Regions from separate parts of the Triticum aestivum genome. Here region 2 is linked to region 1. Evidence: chromatin contacts called from public Hi-C data. All regions are on one chromosome and are shown on one strand. Each heading gives the region's core, a stretch centred on a gene start, on an enhancer-like site or on the middle of the called end of the contact. The rest is flanking DNA. Distances are from core to core; before and after follow the strand shown. Region 1 has its middle 11 kb from the start of LOC123111135. Region 2 holds the start of LOC123115921 (ribonuclease H2 subunit A).

Evidence for each region. Hi-C and Micro-C count contacts between places; a contact is called where the count stands out from the background.
Region 2: a contact with region 1 is called in a Hi-C map of leaf, with 6 times the contacts expected there. The contact joins the promoter of LOC123115921 here to the enhancer-like site in region 1. A contact is called at or near these places in 2 of 5 Hi-C or Micro-C datasets (both in leaf).

The regions. Positions count from the first base shown.
Region 1 is chr5B:233,439,848-233,443,679 of IWGSC CS RefSeq v2.1, forward strand. No RefSeq gene overlaps it. Among protein-coding and RNA genes, the nearest start is that of LOC123111135, 11 kb to the right of the region's middle. Within about 2 kb of position 2,079, at least 2 of the 8 cell types and tissues checked have an H3K27ac peak or open chromatin away from gene starts, as enhancers often do. A contact at or near this core is called in leaf, where this site is marked.
Region 2 is chr5B:234,084,644-234,088,360 of IWGSC CS RefSeq v2.1, forward strand. LOC123115921 (ribonuclease H2 subunit A) reads right to left here and starts at 1,873. Exons shown (of 8, transcript XM_044536962.1): 1 at 1,676-1,873; 2 at 1,317-1,388. The coding sequence starts at 1,781.

The DNA of each region.
Region 1 (3,832 bases), core at 829-3,328:
TTTACCTAGATTCGGCCCCTCTCAACGAGGTAAAAGCCTACTCCTGCTTTAGGCTGTATTGCTTGGGTTTCGATTATCAGGGAGCGAATACGCTTGATCTAGCTCTTGATTGATTGTTACTTAAGTTAACCCGTCGTCGGGTCACCCCTTTATATACATAGGTTGATGCCCGGTGGCTTACAAAGTCCCGGCTAGCTCATACACAACGTGTCCGGCTCGGTGACCAACTAAGCTTGTCTTACAATACAAGTTAACATATGGCGGTTCGTACCCATGGGCCTCAAGTCACCTCCGGATCTTGGGCTTTCGATAAGCTTGCTCTATGGACCGCCATCTTCATCATCCTCTTGGGCCTTCTCATCTTAAGCCGCCTGTGGTATGACCCGGCCCCTCCTGGGCGGATCATGTCCACTAGTTATATCTCCAACAGTTTCTTTTTATTTTTCAAACAAATGTTATCGCTTTAGAAAAGTTATGTCATTTTCAACTTCTATTCATAAATCAAAACCTATTCAGATTTTCATAAAATTGTACAGGAATTTTTGAAAAGATTTCATGTATTTTAGATATTGTTCAGAATGTCAAAACGGAAGAAATTTTTGAAAAGATACGATTTTTTAAAAACCAACATTTTTTGAATTTTCAAACATTTTTCCCAAAGATGAACAAAATTTGGAACCACAAAATAATGAATTTCCGAGACATTTTTTATTTTGCCAACAGGAACATTTTTAAGTTTTAAAGGTGCAAACATTATTGGAAACTCTCTGAACATTTTTTGAATTTTTCTATAAATTTTGAAAAAACAGAGCATTGTTTTATAAATTGTCAACAAATTTTGTGAACAGGAAAAAAACTTAAATGCGTGAAGAAAATTTTGGATGGCGAACATCTTTTCAAATTCCTGAACATTTTTTACAATTGTGAACAAATTTTGTGGACAGGAACAATTTTTTAAATTGTGAAAAAATTGAAACCAGGAACATTTTGTGAAATTCGCAAACTTTTTTGAATTTTGCGAACAAATTTTGAAGACGAGAACATATTTGGAATTCCAAAGAAAAATTGAAATTTTTGTTCAAGTTTGAAAATAAATGGACTTGAGAAATAAAAAAGAAAAGGAAGACGAAATGTTAATAAATAAATAAATAATAAAAAATAAAGCAGAAAAGAAACAGAAAAAGAAAAAAGAAAAAATGAAACGGAAAAGAAAAAGGAAAAAAGGAAATAAAAAACAATAAAGAAGTAAAGCAGAAAAACTTGTTCAGGAAATTTTAGAAAAGTCCCAAACCTAAAACCGAGAGCGACTGGCTGTTTAAATGGGTCGGGCCAGATCGGATCGTTAGCTGCGTGCATCTACTCGAATTCCGTACGCCTATGCGCGCGATTCCTAAACGGCGCCCGTAGACGTCTACGTTCCTAACTGAGCGCTAACCACTACGGACATCGTTCACTTCGTGCATAACAGCTTCTTTTTCTCTTATATCCCAGTTCGTTTTTTTTCATTTTTCTATTTTTTTCCTTTTTTATTGTATCTTAAAATTCGGTGAACCTTTCTTCTATTCCGTGAACTTTTTTCAATTGATGAACTTTATTTCCATTTCGATGAACTTTTCTCAAAGTTCATGGATTTTTTTTTTCAAATTTGATGAAAATTTTCGAATTCAATGATTTTTTTTCAAAATTGGTGAGATGAACTTTTTTTCAAAATCGATAAACTTTTTCCAAATTTGATGAACCTTTTTCGAATTTGATGATTTGGTTTTTAAAAATTCCATGAACTTTTTCTAAATGGATGAACTGTTTTTTCAATTTTGTGAGATTTTTCTAATATTTGATGATTTCGTTCAAAATATTGGATTTCTTTTGCTCTTAGTTTTTGAACTTTTTTTAAAACCTTTGAACATTTTTTAACTCACATTTCTCAAAAAAAAAACTCGTGTTTTTTTCTTATGTCAACGGTTGACAGTCAGCTGGTCAACCGCGCAAAGTGAACACGATCGAGGGAAGGAAACGTGATCGAGTGAAGGTAACGCAATCGAGCGAAGGGAACCATTTGTCGAGCGCTTGGGCCAGCCCACGAGCGGGGGCGCACGGGCGCCACGAAGCTGAAGCGGCGCCTAAAGCGCCCTATATGAGCTCTCGTGCCTATGCGTTGCGTTGACAATTTGACGCAACGAGCGGTAAATATGGAATGGGAATCGTTGCGTGCCGGCGGACCGGCTGAAGCGACGCGCCGATCGCTCGATCCCTCATGATTTAACGCCACCGATTTGTGCCACGTCACGCTGTTGTGGGCTCCGCGCGCACCGCTTTGGGCGTTCCTTATCTACACCGCTTAGCTGCCTGTCCACTTGTTTCTTCTTATTTCTTCTAGCCTGAGCTCGCCGCTTCCCATGTCTCTCGTCTTTTCTCCTCAGATTCCACCGGGGTGCTGTGCTCCTGCTCATGTCCAAGCGCACCGCAGGGCTGCTGCACCACCACCGCTGCAAGCTTTAGATTGGGAAACTGCTCCCCCTATTCCCCTCTGTTGTGACCCAGTGGCCTTGCCCAACCAGCAGGACGGCGAGATGCGACCACGCGCGACGGCAACACATGATGCTGCAACATGGGGTGGTGGTGCTGGACCGGTGGGCCGCTGTGCTGGAACCACCACGGCGGCGAGCTGCGACCCCATACCCCGTCGTCTTCCTCTGTCGGTGGCGTGCTGCAACCGGCAACTGAGGAAGCTGGAACCTGCGGCGAGCGGGCTACAACGGGTGGCAAAAAAAGCTATAAGGGAGGCGCGGCGTGCGAACCAGCAACCATTTTTGCTAGAACCAGCGAGCCAAGGTGCTACAACCGGCACCAAAATACGACCGGCGATCCAAAGTGCTACAACCTATAGAATTTTTTGCTACGACGGGTGGTGATCGTGGTGACCACGCGCCTGAAAAAGCTGGAACCAGCAAGCAAAAAAGCTTCAACCAGTGACGCGTTTTGCTACAACATATGCGGTGACAAATGCTACAACAAGCGGTGACATGCAGCGGAGCTGCATCTAGCGGGGCTTTTGCTACAACGACATCCGTTTTTTGCTGGACCAACAGATTTTGCTACATCCGGCATCGTTTTTTGCTACAGACGGCATCGTTTTTTGCTGAAACTAGTCAAGTGTCTAGCTTCCACCCAGGAAGAAAATGCTTCAACCGTTTGTGGAAAAGCTTTATCCAGCTAGAGGAAAAGTTTCAAGAGTGGCATGAGGAAAAATCTTCCACCGCGGGAAAAAGATTCAATGGTGGAAAAAGCTTCAAACGACAATGAAAAAGCTTCAACCGCTAGGAGAAAAAGCTTCAAGCGGTAATGACAAAAAAGTTTCAACCGGGGGAGCCAGGCGAACGACCGATGGCGACGAGAACGGCGACCAGCGACCGGGGGCGACGAGAACGGCGACCAGCGACCGGGGGCGATGAGGACGCCGACCGGGGGCGAGGACGCCGACCGGGCGGCAACAAGGACGGAGATCGGCAAGCGGGGGCGAGGACGGCGACCTGGCGGCAACAAGGACGGAGATCGGCAAGCAGGGGCGAGGACGGCGACTGGGGCGAGGGCCGCGAGCCGGCGACGAGGACGGAGACCGGCGACGAGGACGGCGACCGGCGGCCTCGAAGCGTCCATGGCGCCGCGGGGATGAAGGGTGCCATTGTCGTTCGTGCAGAGGAAGGGGGTGATAGAAGGGCGTGATCCAACGGCCCTGGGCAAAGCGATCCGACGGTGGGCAGCCGACCGGCCGAATCGTTCGGCCGGTGCACCGGCGCAGATCACTGCCCATATGGAATTCCGTATACAGGAG
Region 2 (3,717 bases), core at 623-3,122, 640 kb after region 1:
GAAACTGCTGAAGAGTCTGGGCGATTTCATAACTTGTTAACTACTACTCCCTCCGTCCCAAATTAATTGACTCAAATTTGTCTAGATACGGATGTATCTAGTGTTAGATACATCCGTATCTAGACAAATCTGAGTCAACTAATTCAGGACGAAGGTAATAATTTAATTCTTCCACTTCAGCGAATCCAGTACCCATGGAAAGCAGCATTACCATGCTACTCGAGGACTTGACAATTGGGACATAATATTGAACATGGTAAAACTGCGAGCGGAACTGCTTTGCACACGATACTTAGTGCACGACCGTTGGCAATACTTGATCCTGTGGATGTGCTCCACTTCGTCATACACATGCGTGGTTGGATCGACAGGATCGTGCAACAATTGGCTGCACAGTGAATAAATTAAAGAATTGTCGACCCTAAAGTTGAAATTCATGCACGGTGCAAAGAAATAGATATGGGAGCTCTCAAATGACAGAAGCTGGTTTTTTAAACTAAAACTACTGTTTGATGTTTTACTCAGATAAGAAGTACACAGAAGCAATTATGAACTCCCTCCGTTCACTATTATAAGATGTTCTAACTTTTTCTAAATCAGATGTATGTACACACATTTTAGTGTGTTTGTTCGCTCATTTCAGTCCGTATGTAGTCTCCATATTGAAATATCCAAAACATCTTATAATGGTGGGGAGGAGAGTGGGCGGGCCAGCGGGGGGGGGGGGGGGGGGGGGGGGTGAAAAGAAAAGTGAACTATGGAGACTTGAGGGAATAGCAACAATGAATCAGGTTCTACTGAAAAAGACGAGATGTCTGTACAGTAGGCGTTCTTTCTTCTGTCCATAAACTCAAGGGCTCAGGTTCATGCACACAGTATCAAGTTTTAAGAAACTATGCTTGTTTCTTTCCTCCCAAATCAACCAAAGTACTGAGTGTGGTAACTTAATACAAGACTTGGTCTTTAAATGATAATGTGATCCAGTTTCCAAATTTGCCTCTTGGTGCAGGATGCAAGTAATTTGTTTATTAAAGTAAAATGCTATCACTCCGTTCACAAATATAAGATGTTCTAACCTTTTTCTGAATCGGATGTATATATGACACGTTTTAGTGTGTTTGTTCACTCATTTCAATCTGTATGTAGTCCACATTGAAATATCCAAAACATCTTATACTCCGTATTTGTGAATGGAGGGAGTATGTCACAGCAACCTAAACTAATTAAGGAGTTAAGCAATCCAGGCATTCCCACAAGCACAGCAGTCAAGCAGACTACTAAATTTATGAAATACAAGAAAAGGGCATGAGTGAGACCTGCAAAACTGAGGGTGGCAAGAGTGTCATGGTAGGAGCGCGCGCAATACATGCAGCCATACACCATGGGACCTGCGGGAGCGATAAACACGAAGTTATGATTCTTTTCGGAAAGAACACATCTAATATTTCTGCTTAATCCATTCGCAAATCCGAGTTCTGCTCCGGATATTTCATTGGGGATGCGCGCAAATCAGATAAAATTGCGAGCAAGATTCTACCTTTCAGCGGAAACGGGTTATCAGCGTATAATTAACAGTATCTTGCAGCAGATCTACAAGAACCGAATGCATATGCATGGCCCAATTCGCCAAACCGAAAGCTAAAATCAACAGCAAGACGGAGAAGAGGTGGTTTACCAAGAACAGGGCCGCGTCCAGCCTCGTCGATGCCCATGAGGCAAGGCTCTTTGGTGGCCCACTCCGGCGTTGCCGCCGCTGTCGCCGTGGCCGCCGCCGCCGCCATCTCAGTCGCAGTTTTTCCTTTTCTTTTTTGATGAGTGAAATTTCAGTCGCAGCTGCGCGCGGGGAGACCTACCTGGTGCCGCGAAAACGGAGAGCTCCTCGCCAGCGCCTTCAGCGCCCGCTAGCGAACCCAGCGCCCGCTGCGTCGCTTGCATGGGCTTGGCCCAGCAACGCGCGCTGGCTCCCGCTCGCTAGCCGCCCACTCCATCGATAGATGGAATATCCTATTTGACGCTCTCTGCGTCAAGCTGTCGAGGCTTCGCATAAGAGCTGGCGATCGAACCGTGAACTGGGCCGGCCCATTTACAGTATTCGCGTTTCCGGTTTTGGGAATCTTCCAGAGTTTCCCAGCCGTTTTTTTCTGGTTTTGGGAAGCTTCTAGAAGATTCCCTGAACCGGTTTTTTCCTTTTTTGGTTTTTAGTTTTCTTTTTTTACGTCTTTCTGTTTATTTTTCTACTTTATTTTCTCTTTTTCTTTTCCTTTTCTGTTTCATTTTTTCCTTTCTTTTTTATTTTTCATTTTTTTTGAAAAAGTTTATGTTTCAACAATTGTTCGTAAACTTAAAAAAATTGTTCCCACTTTTAAAAACGTTCATTTTTTCAAAAATGGTCGTGTTTTCCAAAATTGTTCATAAATTCAAAAAATGTTTGCATTTTAAACAAAATGTTCTGAGATTTAAAAAATGTTCCTTTTTTAAAAAATGTTCGTATTTTTCCTTTTTTGGTTTTCGTTTTTAATTCGTAATTTTCAAAAAATGTTCTGACTTTCGAAATGTGTTCACTATTTTGAAAACAAATTATGTTTTTGAAAATTTGTTCGCAAACTTAAAATATGTTTGAGGAATTTGAAAAAAATGTTCTCATTTCTAAATATTGTTTTCATAAATTTGAAAATGTTCTGTAATTTCAAAAAATGTTCCAGCCTTTTCAATTTTGTTCACATAGTAAAAAAATGTTCATCTTTTCTGAATTTTTGTAAAAATTGCGTTCATAATTTCAGAAAATTTTAGTGTTTAGAAAAAATTGTTCATGATTTCAAAAAAAGTCCCTGCTTTTTAGAAAATGTTATAGTTTTTTGGAAAATTGTTCACAAATTTTGGAAAGTGATTGTGTTTCACAGAACATTCCGTTTTTTGAAAAATGAAATTACTTTCGAAATTCCTAAAGTAATTCGGATCTGTAAAGCGTGTCTGGTTCTTTAAGTCTGATGCTAAGTTATGAGCACATTTGAGTACCAGGTCAGCTGGTAGGAACACATCGTCTGGATCACTCTATCGTGTGTTCGAATCCCCGCCATCGAATTATTTTTTGAGCAATGCTCATTCGTGTCGATCGCCATCTTCATGGGCCGGCCCAGTCGGGGACGCTCCTGTGCGAAACCGCAACAACTTGACACAGAGAGCGTCCAATAGGAGGTCCCTCGATCGATCGCTGGTTCACGCAGCACACTCGATCGCTTGTTTTTTTTTCTCTTCCCCAAAATTGCTACATTATGTCATGATTTCTCTTAGACAAAAAAACAACCGGTTTTCTACAGTACATACTCTGGTTCTTAGGAAAAAGTTCATCGAATTCGAAAAAAAGTTCATCATTTTTGAAAAAAAATCGTCAAATACGAAAAAAAGTTCATCAAATTTTATAAAGTTCACCGAATATGAAAAAAAATCATCGATTTTGAAAAAAGGTTCATCGGATTTGAGAAAAAATTCATCGAATTTGGGAAAAAGTTCATCAGATTCAAAAAAAAGTTCATCAAAGTTGAAAAAAAGTTCGCCAGATTTGAAAAAAGTTCATCGATTATGAAAAAAGCTCATTGAATTTGTAAACAAAAAGTTCATCCATTTTTCCGGAAAAGAAGTGAAGAAATAATTTTTCTCGAATTTTAAAAAAAGGGGAAAAAGAAAAGGCGAAAGAAGAAAGTGTAGAAAAGATGTATG